2 separate regions of the Zea mays genome follow, and region 2 is linked to region 1. Evidence: chromatin contacts called from public Hi-C data. All regions are on one chromosome and are shown on one strand. Each heading gives the region's core, a stretch centred on a gene start, on an enhancer-like site or on the middle of the called end of the contact. The rest is flanking DNA. Distances are from core to core; before and after follow the strand shown.

Evidence for each region. A called contact is a pair of places that touch in the nucleus more often than the background predicts.
Region 2: a Hi-C map of tassel shows a contact between it and region 1, with 2.8 times the contacts expected there. The contact joins the promoter of LOC100273790 here to the promoter of LOC100384172 in region 1. A contact is called at or near these places in 2 of 25 Hi-C or Micro-C datasets (ear and tassel).

What each region holds. Positions count from the first base shown.
Region 1 is chr2:202,182,830-202,190,379 of Zm-B73-REFERENCE-NAM-5.0, forward strand. It overlaps LOC100384172, which reads right to left and starts at 3,920. Exons shown (of 17, transcript NM_001362247.1): 1 at 3,794-3,920; 2 at 3,107-3,216; 3 at 2,899-3,007; 4 at 2,101-2,270; 5 at 977-1,068; 6 at 1-5. The coding sequence starts at 3,903. It also overlaps the pseudogene LOC103649216.
Region 2 is chr2:202,338,238-202,345,787 of Zm-B73-REFERENCE-NAM-5.0, forward strand. It overlaps LOC100273790 (ER lumen protein retaining receptor family protein), which reads left to right and starts at 3,546. Exons shown (of 6, transcript NM_001360445.1): 1 at 3,546-3,868; 2 at 5,439-5,638; 3 at 6,092-6,232; 4 at 6,310-6,390; 5 at 6,693-6,817; 6 at 6,895-7,295. The coding sequence starts at 3,646. The coding sequence ends at 6,943.

The DNA of each region.
Region 1 (7,550 bases), core at 2,670-5,169:
TGCTTCTGCAGTTAGAATAAAACAGCGTCATTGTAAGCTACACCCCCATTGATAATTTCATGTATTTCACTAACATAGAAGTCAGGCACCATAAATCAACGAATTGAGGATATTGCACCCCTTCAATTTGCTACTGTGGCGGCAAAAAGGCTGACAAGCTCACTGTGCTTCAGGTCCTCACAAATCACTCTTATATCAGTGACATACAAGGAGCATTCTCAGTAGAAGTCTTAGTTGAATTTCTGAATCTCTGGGGCCTCTTTGAGATTTTACTACAACCTGATGTGGAGGTATGCACCATTAGTGTCTTTCATGTTCTGGAATTTACTCATCCAAGTCAGCATATGAAGGATTCATTCAAGGGTATATTCAATTCTGATCATGTGTATTTAGAACACTTGGGCTCCCAGCCGGTGTCATTTCTTTCTGTGAATTGTGGCTCATAAATGTTGTTGGAAAGCGGATCAACTTGAAAAATGGGGACTGCCACATTCTGACAGATGTCCTCACTGTGATGAGGCTGAAGAAACTATTGATCATTGCTTATTAATTGTTTGTTTGCACGGCAATTATGGTCCTCACTTCTATGATGGTTTGGCTTACAATCCTTGGCACCCTCGCTGGATGATTTATCCTTTGAGGACTGGTGGATAAAGACAAACGTTGGGGGTCAATGGACAGTTGCAGCAAGGGATCACTCTTTGGAAGATAAACCATTTTGTTTAGATAACTCTCTGGTAAGCATGGCTGGTGCCTTATTGCTTGCTAAGGGGGAGGCCATGCTCTGGGCTATGGCCAGTGGCCAGTGCTAAAGGGCTGCCTTTCATATCAGCCCTTGCCCCTAGTGAATAGGTTGCTCCAGGTCGTGATGAGTGAATGTAATTTGTGAACTGTCGAGTAAAATCAGGGGGGTTGAAATCTTATACTATATCTATATAGTAAACAAAAGAGATGAAATTCTGCACAAAATATTTACCTGTTCAAGTACAGAAATTAGTTCCATGGCAGTAGCTTTAAACTGCCTAGAAAGAGCAATAAGATCTGCGTCTTGCTCTGCATGCTCCAATTCTAAAAATTTACAGACATATTAGTAGAGATGTAAAAGTCTGAGTTTTATAACAAGTGAATTCAAAGAAAAAAACAGATGGATAATTGAATCATCCTTTAGGAAAGGATGTATTAAGATGCATTAACCTTTACGGTATAAAGGTATTGCATGAGAAGAAACTGTACTTATGTACTATGCAATAAAAGCCATAAACTTAAGATTACAATGATCAATTAAACAGACACAGAACAAGTTCCTTTAAGTGGAGTGGTGCTTACTCAGGAGGAGGACAGACATGTGTGGGTGCACTCGAGCTCTGGTGTTTTCTCTTCCAAATCTTGTTATTCGGCGTTGTTTATGGGAGCTATTACTTTCCAGCCATGGAAATGGGTGTGGAAGTCGTGGGCACCCCCCAAATGCAATTTTTTTGTTTGGCTGGCGATAAGGAATAAATGTTGGACTGCGGATAGACTTCAGAGGAAAGGACTACCACACCCGGTGGTCTGTCCACTATGTGATCAAGAGCAGGAAACTATCTTGCACCTCTTGTGCTCTTGCAGTTTCGCTAGACAATTTTGGCATGTTATATTTTCAGCTTTGAGGATGGGACATCTTACGCCTACTAGGGAGGCGGGCTCTTTTGTGGATTGGTGGGGCAAGGTGCATAGGAGGGTCCCCAAACATATCAGAAAAGGTTTCCATAGTCTCATTATCCTGGGGACCTGGTGTTTATGGCTACATCGCAATAAGGCGGTATTTGATGGTGTCAACCCTTCATTAAGCACCATTCAGAGGCTTTTCTTGGATGAGGTGGAGTGCTGGTGTATGGCTGGTGCGAAGCAGCTCGAGAGTCTTGGGCTTCTGACTGCATTTGCTAGGAGGGCTAGGGCTTTTCCTAGTGCATGAGGTTGCACTGTTTTATTTTCTATTTATTTTTGCCTGTTATGGCATTGTACTTTGGTCCATTTCGGACCTTTCTCTCTTTCAATATAATGATGCGCAGTTCTCCTGCGTGTTCGAGAAAAAAAAGTTCCTTTTATTCAAAACTTTACCAGTCTTTGTCATGTCAAGGCGCGAAACACGGGCAAAATGGTATGGTCCTCTTGCATTTAGTTCCTGAACGCTGAACCTACATAGACCTTCAAGAACAACAATGTATGTAACCCTTCCACTTGGCTTCTCCACCCCTCTGGAAAGGTGTAAAGCTCTGGCAGCAACTCCCCTGCACATGGAACAAAAACAAAGTCAAGGAAAAGTTGAATAAAAAACCCATAAGGTAGTGAAATATTGCCATATCATAATTGCATAAAAAATGTGTAACGTAGATTATCTATAATCCACCATGTTTCGCCAGTGTATGTACCCATAGGTTCAATATAGCTTAAGTTATAGCTGGAAATAATAAATATAAATTTGCATAGTTCAGCAAACCTTTCATAAGAAGAAGTAGGTTAAGCACATATGATGTTAAAATATGGAAAACCGTGCATGCTTACAACGCTCCTCTAGCTAAGCTTATTAATCAAAACTGTGTGAAAAATCAATTGGACAGATTACTGTGTGAAAAATATCTGCTCACTGTGAATCTTATATCAGCCATCATTATCTCAGACAACTGTAGGCTAATGAACGTTGCACTTGTGTGCACACGCATACACAGGGTAAAATAAATAAAAAAGGCAACCATTTTCCTTCATCTATTATTCATGTTTATAGAATAGAATGCAGTATAAACCCCACTGTTATATTCACCAACAGTCATCTTCCAAACTTGAATGTGTTTATCTCTATATAAGCTTGTCCATGAATAAAATACAAGCATTAGATAAGCAAAGATAGTGATGTCACACTTGGTGTGCCACTGAATGGGCTCCTTCCCATTTTTTAGGTGCTGCTTTGATGACTCTCCTGCAGAACCGACGGCCTTACTGCCTCCTCCGCCTGAATCACTGCCCACACCTACAAGAGTGATAACAACTGCAAGAAGTAAATGTATGTCCACAATGCTCAACAACTTTGCTTATACGGCAAAACTCGAAGTCACGATCTTCATCTCACCAGGAGACAGCAAAGAGCCAATAGCTGTTGCCTCCGAGTCCCGCACAGGAAGTACCCCGATCAGTCCTTTATCTTCCTTCTGCCAGAGCTCTTGCTCCACCAACTTCACACTGGAGAGGCAAACAATCACACCGACAAAGTTACAAACCAAGTAAAAAATCAAAACAATCTGCAAAAACAAGGATTCCTCCCACATAGTCAATATACATAATAGTAAGTCGACTCCGAAGGAAAGCTCAACCACAAGGGACCAAACTGCGCGTAGAAAAGTAGGACACTAACGGGAAGGTGGAAAACGGACGCGGAATCTGCCGGCCCTCAAAAGCAAACAGCCCACTGAAAACCCGCCAAATTCAACGAACGCATCAAATTGAGACCACAAATTTCAAAATTTTCCGTCTGAAGCGAGATACCAAATTTACTTAATTCGCATACTGCTTCAAAATTGAAGGCAAGGAGTCGCTATTTCGTAGCAAGTGTGGGTAATTAGACGTAACACAGACCACGTGTCTACAAAACAGTTGCGATGGGGATAAAACCAATATAAAGAAAATAAACTCCCTAAACAGAAAACCTTGAGCCCGATACGCCGAACGCGCACCAAATTAATCCCCAAACCCAAAATCGAAACCCACGCCGATGATCAGGCGGCGCTACAAGCTCTCTACGGCTGGTGCGGGCGCTCACCTACTGGGGTTGGTGCATCGGATCCGAACGATGGCTCCAGGGAGCAGCACCTTGTTGCGGAAAGGCAGTATGGCGAGCCGGTTCGGCAGCTCCACCGGCGAGTCCGCCATGTAACAAATCGGCGTCGATGCCGAGGTGGGTTGGAGCCGTGGAGAGGAGCTGAGGAGGGGAGAGGCGCACCAACGTACGGCAAAGCAGAGAAAAAAAAAACTGGAGAGTAAAAAGAGGGCGTGAGGTGGAAGACGACGAGGATAGAGGGTTGGGTCGGCGGGCGAGTACGGAACTGTCCGGTGTCAGGGGAGCAGTTTCCTGGGGTGTTTGGTTGCAGGGAGCCAGGGACTGTGTTTTGCAATTTATAGAAGGCTTATTTATTTATCCTCCAGATTATATAATTTAACTTAAATAAGATTAGAGAGTTAAACAAACGATGTGGATTATTAGATGGATTATATAATCTAAATTAGGTGTGTGTCCGTGCGTTACAACGGGAACATATAATATCACGATAACTTATATAAAAATGTGTTACATTGTTATGAGAAGATTTTGTAATCTATTGGTGATCCTGATTATACATATAAATTTTGTTATTTTAATCTACTTGTTTCATCACTACATTGTAACCATCAATATCATGCAGACCTATATATATATGATAGTAGGTGTATATGCATTGCAACGACTCACAAATCTATTACTACTCTATAAGACCCTATTGTAGGCGTCCCACTCGATGGCCTTGGCTGTGCTGCACGCCACACTTGGCCCGCCAGGTACCGTCAGGATAGCATATTTCTGCATGGCCAATGATTTAGTAATATGTTTACATGTTAATGTCTGCTGGCTGAAGAATGCCCCTCTATCCTCCTAAAATTAGTAAAGAGATTAGATCTTGATTTTTATGTCTATATTCAAATAAATGAACATATATTAATTATTGTATGAATTTATTAAGAACCTAAACGAATTTAAATTAGCTCCACCCACCTGTGAGAAGAACCTCTCGAAGACCATCCTATAGTAGTAGGCCTCCTTGGTGGTCGGAGTGTTGTGTGGGAAGATGAACTTTGCATTCGACAGCATCTTGTCAGTCACCAACATTCAAATAGTGTATGTATATGGATCATGATCCATGGAGAGAGAGAAAAAACAGAGCTGTCCTTAAATTGACATGGCAACATTTACATTTGATGCTGCATGAGCCTTCAGGCCATCGATCCAGCTGTACCCGACGCCGTCACTGAACTGCTCCTTCTGTCTGTAGAGGATATGCTGCAAGGCAAAATCTTTTTAGATGTCTGTCTGAACGTCCAAATTTTGGCTAGGGAAGATTCAAGCAGCTGAAACGCAGGTTGGCTACCACCTTGGGCAGGAATGGATGCTCCTCGTCGTCGAATGCCTTCCTCAGCACCCACTTATCAATCCTTCCAAGATCAGGTCGGACCTGCAAATTAAAGCCCTCATCTGGTCACATATACATAATGCTTTGATTTGCTTTGTTTGATTGAAAAGGCAATGAGCTCTCTTTCCGTTCTCAGCTAGGGTAGTGTCAGCAAATACCATCTTCCACTCAGGATCGATGCTCATGGCCGCATTGATGAACTCCTTGTCCAGGAACGGGACGCGAGCCTCCAAGCCCCAAGCCGACGTCGCCTTGTTGGCTCTCAGGCAGTCATACTGATGCAGAGCCTTAACCTGCAGAGCAAGAATCGATCATCCATCCATCCACCAATGTCAGCCAGTCAGTCAGTGAAAGAAATTGACACAGACCTTCCTGCACGTCTCGCGGTGCAACTCCTCCTTGTTGGGCGCCTTGTGGAAGTAGAGGTAGCCTCCGAAGAGCTCGTCGGAGCCCTCGCTGGAGATGACCATCTTGACCCCGAGGGACTTGATCTTGCGCGACATGAGGAACATGGGCGTGCTCGCCCTGATTGTGGTGACGTCGTACGTCTCCGTGTGGTAGATCACGTCCTCGATGGCGTCGATGTCGTCCTAAACGGTGAAGTGGAACTCATGGTGCAGGGTGCCCAAGTACTCCGCCACCTCCCTGGCCGCCTTGAGGTTAGGGGAACCCTCCAGGCCCACGTAGAAGGAGTGGAGCTTGGTGCCCCAGCGCCTGGCGGCCTCTGTCCCGGCGAGGTGGCGAACGACGACGGCCGCCACCAGCGACGAGTCCAGCCCGCCGGAGAGCAAGACGTTGAACGGGATGTCTGTCATTAGTCGCTTCACCACGACCTTCTCGAACGCCTTCCTTAGCGCCATCGGGTCGTAGGGGACGGAGGGGGTGACGATGGCCTCATCGTCATCGTCGTCGTACCCAGGAGGGTTGGACGGAGTGCCGCGATCTGACGGCTTTGGGCTGGGTTGGGCTGAAAGGAAGAAATCAAGTCAGGGACGGAGAGCACGAGCTAAAGAAGTCAAGCTGGTCAACTGACTGGATAGAGCAAGGACGTCGGTCTCGGACAGGCGCCAGGGCGGCTGAGGGGCGAGGGCAGAAACGGGGCCAAGTCCGAGCGCTAGAGCGGGCGGTCAGCGGTGAGCGGGCGGACGACGATGGGAAGAGTTGTCCTGCTCGACTCGCTCTCCCCGAGGTGGTATTCCGCGGTGGGGCGGCGATGGGAAGAGTTGGGAGGCATGAAGTCGCGGCGGCGGCGCGGTACTGCGAGGAGAGCGAGTCGAGCAGGTAGAGGATCGGCCACAGCGACGCTCGGGGGGCATGGACGGAGATCTTGGAGTGGAGGTCAGCGGATGAGAGCGCATCATTGGGGCAGCCCGAGGCGGCGAGGTGGCGCTTGATGGACTCCGCGAGCGCGTGCTCATCGGGGAGGACCGCGAGGGTGAGGCGGCTGGAGAGGATCCGGTGGTTGATGGACTTCCAGCATGCCTCACATGGCGGGCGGGGATTGCGGAGGGCGGGCGGGCGGATCGCGGTTGTCGCGTCTGGCGGGCGGGCGGGGTAGGGAGGCGGGGACAGTCTACAGTGCTCTCTTAATAGTTAGTAGATTTGAAGAGTCGTTTTTAGAGGCACGCACACACTATGCCCTCCTCTTTAGTTGCTTAGTGCATGTTTGTTTCAGATTATATTCTATCTCAATTATATAATCTACGTTAAATAATCTAGATTATTATGCCGGATTATATAATATGGAGGCTAGATTATCGCAATCTCATAATCTACTCAAGGGGTGCTTATTTGATATTATTTTTTTTTGGAAATGACCCAATACCATTTCAACTTCAGAAGAAATTAACCACTATTACCACTCTTTTAAAAACGTTTCATTTATTTTTCCTTGCTCTCGCTACGTAACACTTGACTAAAATTAATAATCAAAATTTCAATAAGCTGGATTGCCAAATAGGTACGTTCAAACTATGTAATATAGATTATATAATCTATAGTTACAAAGAATGCCTTCCTCTGAAATTCATTTATAGATGTGAGCGTCCTAAGAAGACCACCATAGAAAATCATCAAGCAACGATCGATCGTTACCCCCAAACCTTGTACTGTCGCTGTGTTACGATTACAGAGTACGCTACAGAGTAGCAAGTACGCCTTTAGGAACTGCACAAAGTAGTTCGTACAGTGTATGTCCGGTGCTCAGCATCATGTCTCTTGTGTGATGAGATGAGACCTTCATTGGAGTTGTGTCGGGGACCATAATTAGGGGTACCCTCAAGGCTCCTAATTCTCAGCTGGTAACCTCCATCAGCATAAAGCTGCAAAGGCCTGATGGGTGCGATTAAGTCAGGG
Region 2 (7,550 bases), core at 2,296-4,795, 160 kb after region 1:
CATGTGTTGCATCTTATAAAATGGAAAAAACCAAAAAGGCGGCGGTCAGTGCGAGTTGTTCTGGCCGTCCATACATCGTTCGAGTACTCTGTGTTTTTCCTCCAAGCACTTCTGTTCGTCTTCTTCCTCAGGTGCTTGACGCCAACGACAGCGGGTGTTCGTGAGGCAATCGGGATCTAACAGTTTCCTCATCAAGAATTCATATGCATTTCAGATGCCTCCCGCTGCCTCCGCCGCGCTTCGGCAGCTTCGGTTGCTGCACTGCAGCAGCTCTTGCGCTCGCGCGCGCGGCGGATGGGGCTCGTGCCCGTGGGCTGGCCGGGTTGGTTTGGTTGGTTGGTCTGAGTAGGGCTCGACTCGGTGCCTCAAAGAGCTCGGCTCGGCTCGTCCATTCCACGAGCTGGCAAAAGAGGCTCGGCTCGACCTTGGCTCGCGAGCCGGCTCAGCTCGGCTCACGAGCCATATTCTGGTACTTATCGTTGCATTATTTGGTGAATTAACATTATATAAATTTGAAATATAGAATCATCAATCAACATTATGAGTAATTTAAATTATAAATTGTAATATATTCATTGTCAAAGTCTAAAAAATGAGCTACTATTCATAAAATTATCTAATATTCAATAAATTAATCAATTTTGCAAGGCTCGCGAGCTGGAACGAGCCGGCTCGGCTCGGCTCACTGCAAAAACGAGCTCAAAGAAGAGGCTCGACTCGGCTCGGCTCGTTCGAGGCTCACGAGCCGCTTCGCTCTGAGCCGAGCCGCTTCGAGCTCGAGCCGGCTCGCGAGCCTCGAGCTTATTTTCCAGCCCTAGGTCTGGGTGTGGGCGTGTGGTAGAGTTGGGGTGGGAGCGCACAAGGCGGTAATATAAGGAATTGCTGGGTGCACGCCTGCACGGTCACAGAGGATTTAGGCCCTGTTTGGGAGGGCTCTGGCTCCTCTAAAACTGGCTCCAATCGCGGCTCTTTTAAAGAAGCAACTTCTCTGCCGCAGCCGATGTCTTTTACAAATCGTTTGGTAAAACGACTCTTTACTGAACACCAGCGAGAGGCTGCACGTGGTGCATGCGCACGGGGATGGGCGTGGAGCTAGTGCGAGAGCAGGTTTTTTGGGCTCCGACTCTTAGGAGCTAAACTGACTTCTGCTCTCTTTAAAGAGTCATTTCAGCAGACTCGTTTGGGAGAGCTTCATCACGGAGCCGGAGCTGGAGCCACGGGAGAGCCGTCCCAAACGGGCTCTTAGAAGGAAGTTTTCGGCCGATGTCTGTGGGACCGTACGATATGTTTGCTGCGGTGGGCCGCAACTGGCAGTGAGGGGAGCGGGTGGGGGTGTTGAATGTGGCGCGAGTGGTGAGGCATGCCGCGTGCGTGGAGCATCGACAGGAGAACAACCCGTGGCCGCGTTGGTCCGGGGGAAAGACCCTCTTTGACCGCGAGCGACGTCGCGCTGTGCTTTCGGCGTACACGTACCGTACAACAACAGCACCGGCGACGAGCAGTCCAGGGGCTGCAGTAGCCTTAACGCGCATCAAACAGACAAACAGTTAGTGACTGTTAGTCTTTAGTGGTGTTTGAATGCATTAAAACTAATTGTTATCTGCTAAAATTAGTTGAGATATCCAAACAATCTAGTTAATAATTTAGCTATTAGCTACTTTTAGTAATATAACTACTCGTTAGCTAGCTATTGGGTAGCTAGCTAATTTTATTAGTAATTTTTAGTCAACTAACTATTAACTCTTGTGCATTCAAACACATCTTATATCAAACGATTCTCCCTTCAAATCCTCTACTCGTACTTTTTATTCATATTTAGGGGGTGTTTAAATGCAATAGAGCTAATAGTTAGTCTAAAAATTGCTAGTGAATTTAGCTAGCTAATAAATAGCTAGCTAACTATTAACTAATTTACTAAAAATAACTAATAATTGTACTATTAGCTAAAGTGTTTGCATGTCTACAACTAATTTTAGCCGCTAATTATTAGCTATAGTGCATTCAAACACTCCCTTAAATATATCCCGTCAATTGTTCTTTCCCTATTTCAGGGGTGTTTAGTTTTTAGGGACTAAATTTTAGTCTCTCTATTTTATTCCATTTTAGTTTCTAAATTGTTAAATACGAAAACTAAAACTCTATTTTAATTTCCGTAATTAGTAAAATAGAATAAAATATAGGGACTAGAAACTAAACACCCCTTCTACTCCTCTTCAACCTAGTTTCATAACACAACTGTTATCAAGTAACTTAAAAATAGTTAAATTTTACAGTTAAATGTGCCAATTAGTGGAAGGGAAAGATTAGAGCTTCCCATTTCAAGGGGCGTGGGCGAGCTCACCCTAGCGAGAGGGTGCATGAGGGCCGAGGGGGCGTTGTTAGAGCAGGAGGGGGTGATTTCGGGGGGGGGGGGGGGGGGGGGGGGGGAGAAATGTAGAGACGACCTTAGAGTATATTCAGTGGTTTTGTAATAAAAAAAGCTCCCTAAAAATATATATGAGAAAGTTGCTAAATAATAATAGGGAGTAAAATTTTTTCTCCAGTAGTTCTTTATTTTTAGTTGCTAAATATTTCAAATTATACTAGTAGAAAACTTCTCTCCCTCTCACGTTATAGTAAGTTTATGTTTTTTCTCATCAAACATGATATTGTTTTTCCAATGGTTCTAAAATCCGCGTACAAACAGACATAAATATATATGCCATCAATTTTAAATATAACCAAAATTGCTTGATTGGATGCTCTCTAGAGAAATATTGTAAACTGTAGAAATAAAAAAGTCTAACACGCAACAAAAATCTTTTCCACATAATAGCCAAAGTTTATTATTAAAAAATAAACAGAATAAAAATAGAAGACACATAGCACAAATTTTACACGAAAAAGTGTTTTGGAGAGTCCCTCTTGACTTGCCAAATGTGAGGACAAGAAAATATAAAATATCAACTTCTTAAATTTACCAACTTCGTTTATGAGTTCCATTAACGACATGTTTTCTCTCTCTAATAACTCGTTAAACTGAGATTTAGAAACCTTTTAACATAACAGTTGGAGATGCTTTAGAGCAACTTTAGTAACTTTTTAAAGGACTCTATAAATCAACAATTTAGGTAGTTGAACTAAACTCTCATATCCAACAACTCTCTAAATAAACTTTCTAAATTTAACTACTGATCATCTAGCTTCATTTTGTCTCTATATTTAGCAAACATTCACCAACTCTCTGAACAAAAAACTGATCATAATTTATATATTTTGTTATCCTTTTCCTAATCTACAGTAAAGATATATTGACAAAGTCTATGTGTCAGACGTCGACGATGCACGGTTACGATAGTCAGTTAGATTTTACGACTGACAATGCAACATTCGCACAAACGTTAACCCCGCCAGCCTCTCCCCAAACGGCAATGCAACCAGGTGGATAGGACTCACGTTAACCCCGCCAGCCTCTCCCCAAACGGCAAAATCACCAATGCAGCCATAACTCCGCCCCGATCTATCCGTCGCCCCTCCAAAAGCACGAGAGCGCAGGAAGTGAGAGAATAAAAATAATAATAATAAGGGGAAATAATAAGAAAAAAATTCTCGTGTTCTTCGACCGGTGGTGGTGGTGCGAACGCAAGGCGACCAAGGGGAGGCGAGATGAGGGGGGCGAAGCGGCCGCTCAGCGTGGTGACGTCGTGGGTGCGGCGGCAGCCGCCCAAGGTGAAGGCTTTCTTGGCCGTTGTCACCGGCATGGCCGCGCTCGTCGTCATCCGCTTCATCGTCCACGACCATGACAACCTCTTCGTCGCTGCCGAGGCTGCGCACGCGCTCGGCATAGGCGTCCTCATCTACAAGCTCACAAAGGAGAAGACATGTGCCGGTTCGTTTCCGCCTGCTTCTTTGCCACCCGTTCCCGATCTGTCGAGATCGCCCGTGCCGGCGCAGATAGGGTCTAGGATTTTTATAGGATTTGGCCCGCCAATTCAACGTTTCAGACGACGATTTTACTCCTGTGAACATCTAGGACTGGGAAAGGTTAGAATATTTATTTGGTCTATTTTGTATCTATAAATACCACTTATGTTTTTGTCCAATTTTTAGATAATGTTTGTTGTGACCTCAGATGTGTAGCAATGTCATTGTTTGGGGTCTTGTACGGGATTCAGTGCTAATGTATTCATCTGGTACATTTTGGAGCTGCAAGACGTGCTTGATTACATTATCCTTTGATTTGACTGGGGGAATTTGTATAGGCTTAGGTCCTATTTGTTTCGGATTATAATCTCTCCAGATTATATAATCCAGCGCAAATAATCCAGCAGGTAAACAGACAACTAGATTATAGGTTCAGATTATATAATCTAAAACCTAGATTATGATAATCTCAATCTCCTCAAGAGTAACTTATTTGAAATTATTTTTGGCAAAAGACCCAATACCCATGATTATGTAAATAGAAATTAAAATATATGTCATCCTTTTTTCCTCACCTCAAGTAAACAAACAAGGGTACTGTTGTCTTTGTGAATAATCTAGACTACCAAACAGCTACATATAGATTATAATCTATCTAGATTATAATCTGGATTATATAATTTAGATTATGTAATTTATAAGCTGAAACAAATAGGCCCTTAGGCCCTATTTGTTTACCCTCTAGATTATATAATCCAGCTTAAATAAGTTGAGAGGTAAACAAACAACACAGATTATTAGGTAGATTATGTAATCTAGGTATCTAGATTATGATAATCCATAAACAGGTCAATAGGTGCTTATATAATCTATAAGTTGGATTATATAATCTTGAAAGGAAACAAACAGGGCCTTATTTGACTCTTTTTTTAGATTGTTGTAGCATGTTGCGGTTATTTTGAAAAATATGGAGAAACCAAATCTTGAATAAGAATCACGTGGTTTCCAGGTTTTTTGCTCTCTTTACTCTTTAGTTCTTTCAACATCTATTTGTTTATTAGAATTCATTCTACTGCATTATGCATTCCTGTACCTTTTCTTCCAGTTAGCATATCCCTTATTCTAGTTACATAGATTTTGTTGTATATTGCAGATGATTCCATTTTTTATAGATTTTATATGATAGCTACTTGGCATGGTTTAGATTTGGAATTACCATATCAGAGCTCCAGAGATTATTCAGATGCGTGGTAAACTTATTGAGGGTCTACCTTGTGATTTAGTTCACATGGTGGATCTATTAATCATTTAGTTTGGTATTAAAACAATCCAACCTCAAACTGTGAAAATTACCCTAAATTTCACCGTTCAATGTATATGATTTCTTCAGAACGTCTGTTGTATGTGAGAAGATGGCCTAACACTATTACCCTGTCAGAAAATCCATTTTGCCATTCCATTTCTTTTATTTTGGTATCGTTCTCTACTTTATGTAGATTTGAGGGGTCTCAAGGTCTTTGCTTTTCATGTTGCAGGACTATCCCTCAAGTCTCAGGATTTAACTGCGTTATTTCTAGCTGTTAGACTGTACTGCAGCTTTGTCATGGAGTATGACATCCATACAATTCTGGACAGTGCTACACTTGTAGCCACACTGTTTGTTATTTATATGATACGGTTCAAACTGAGGTCAACTTATATGGTGGACAAGGATAACTTTGCATTGTACTATGTGGTAAGAAATAAACTTTTGCGTTGCTATTTTATAAATTTAGATCAATTACTGTTCTTAGCTAAGAATTCAGTTTCTCATACCCATGCTGATGATATTGACTTGGAGCTGTTCAGTTTGTGCAAAATGGAGCCACATTATCATCTCAATGTATAGTTAGAATGCACTGAAGTTGGTTAGGTTAAGACCAAGGCTGTGGTAGCTTCATAGCTAGACTGCACATCACCTTTTAGATCGTTTATTGTCGAAACATTTTTAAATCCATGTCTCTGTTTTGTTAGTAACTTGTTTCTTTCTCTTTCTGTACTTATGGGATCGGTGGTAGTGCTTCTAATGCCTCTGCGAACAGAAGGCATTGGACTTGTGCTGGCTAATTATACTTCTGCCTCAACGTTTCACGTCTTAGTTGTATATGGCCGTCTTATTGTGCTTGGGCTTTTGTTATTACCTTTCAAGGTGCTACCATGTGCTGGACTGGCACTACTTGTTCATCCTTCAACATCTCATAACATTGTGAACCGGATCTCCTGGGCGTTCTGTGTTTATTTGGAAGCTGTTTCAGTGCTTCCACAATTACGGTTGATGCAAAATACTAAGGTAATATCACCATCTTGCCATCTGGTTCCGTCGATTGCAGGATGATAAGTTTGACTTAATTTTACCATCTTTTGCAGATAGTTGAACCGTTTACAGCTCACTATGTATTTGCGTTGGGGGTTGCAAGGTTTCTTAGCTGCGCCCACTGGGTTCTACAGGTCAGTCTTTTTGGATAAACTCTTGAGCTAATGTACACAGCTTCATTGTTCTGTAGCAGCCTTTGTTTTTGTTGTTATTATTTTTTTACCTAATATAACTTTACATTTACCAATGCTTGTGTTTTAGGTCATTTTTGTTGAACAGACAGATTTCTTGTTTGACCATTGTAGATTTGTAGTCACTCTTAGCCATGAAAAAAACACGTCAATTCTGTACTCTGGTGTTTTCACATAACTGAACCACAATTAGACAAATGGTACTCAAACCCTGATCACCAGAAGCAACAAATTCTGCAATGTAGGTTTTGGATACGCGTGGCCGTCTGCTGACAGCTCTCGGCTATGGTCTGTGGCCGTCTATGGTGCTGTTTTCAGAAATCGTGCAGACATTCATCCTTGCAGATTTCTGCTACTACTATGTGAAGAGGTAAATCCAGTATTGCTGTTGAGTTTTAGTTGCCTGTTCCTTTGGGCGTCGTCTAATAGGTGATTGCCGTTGTACAGCCTGGTTGGTGGGCAGCTGGTGCTACGGCTTCCCTCAGGGGTGGTGTAAGAGAAGTGCAAGCTGCAGCAGAATACAAAACTTTAGTGCTTCACCGGTTCATATGTACTTTTAGTAGTGCCCAACCTGGGAGCCTTTTTTAGTTGATGTTACGAGTTATGACTATATGTATGGCAAAATTGCTGCAAGGGTCCTCTTAAAAGATAGGTTGATATTGAGACTGTTTATAGCTGCGCTTTTCTGGATACCCAATCTTTGGGTACTTGGCTTCTGCCGTATGACTGTCGTGGTCTTAGGATCAGGTGGTTAATGGTCTCTTTGGATTAGACAATTCTAGAATGCTTTCATAAATTGATATTGATCTATGCAGAACTGGCCACGTGAAAATCGTGGGACTAAGGTCATCAGGTCGTATTCACTTTAACATTGATATTACCAAGATAGGGGTTCCTTTCTGGCCCATTACTAATCTTTAGTACCTGTTTGGATCTACGGAATTAGATTTCATTTTTTTAATGATCACAATTTGGACACTGATTAATTAAGTTAATATGGCTACGTACGGAATATAATTGTATGTTATATGCACTTCTGCTATATTAGGGTGAGTCGTATAGAGTGCGCTGGAGAGAGTACTATAAGTTAAAAATATAATTGC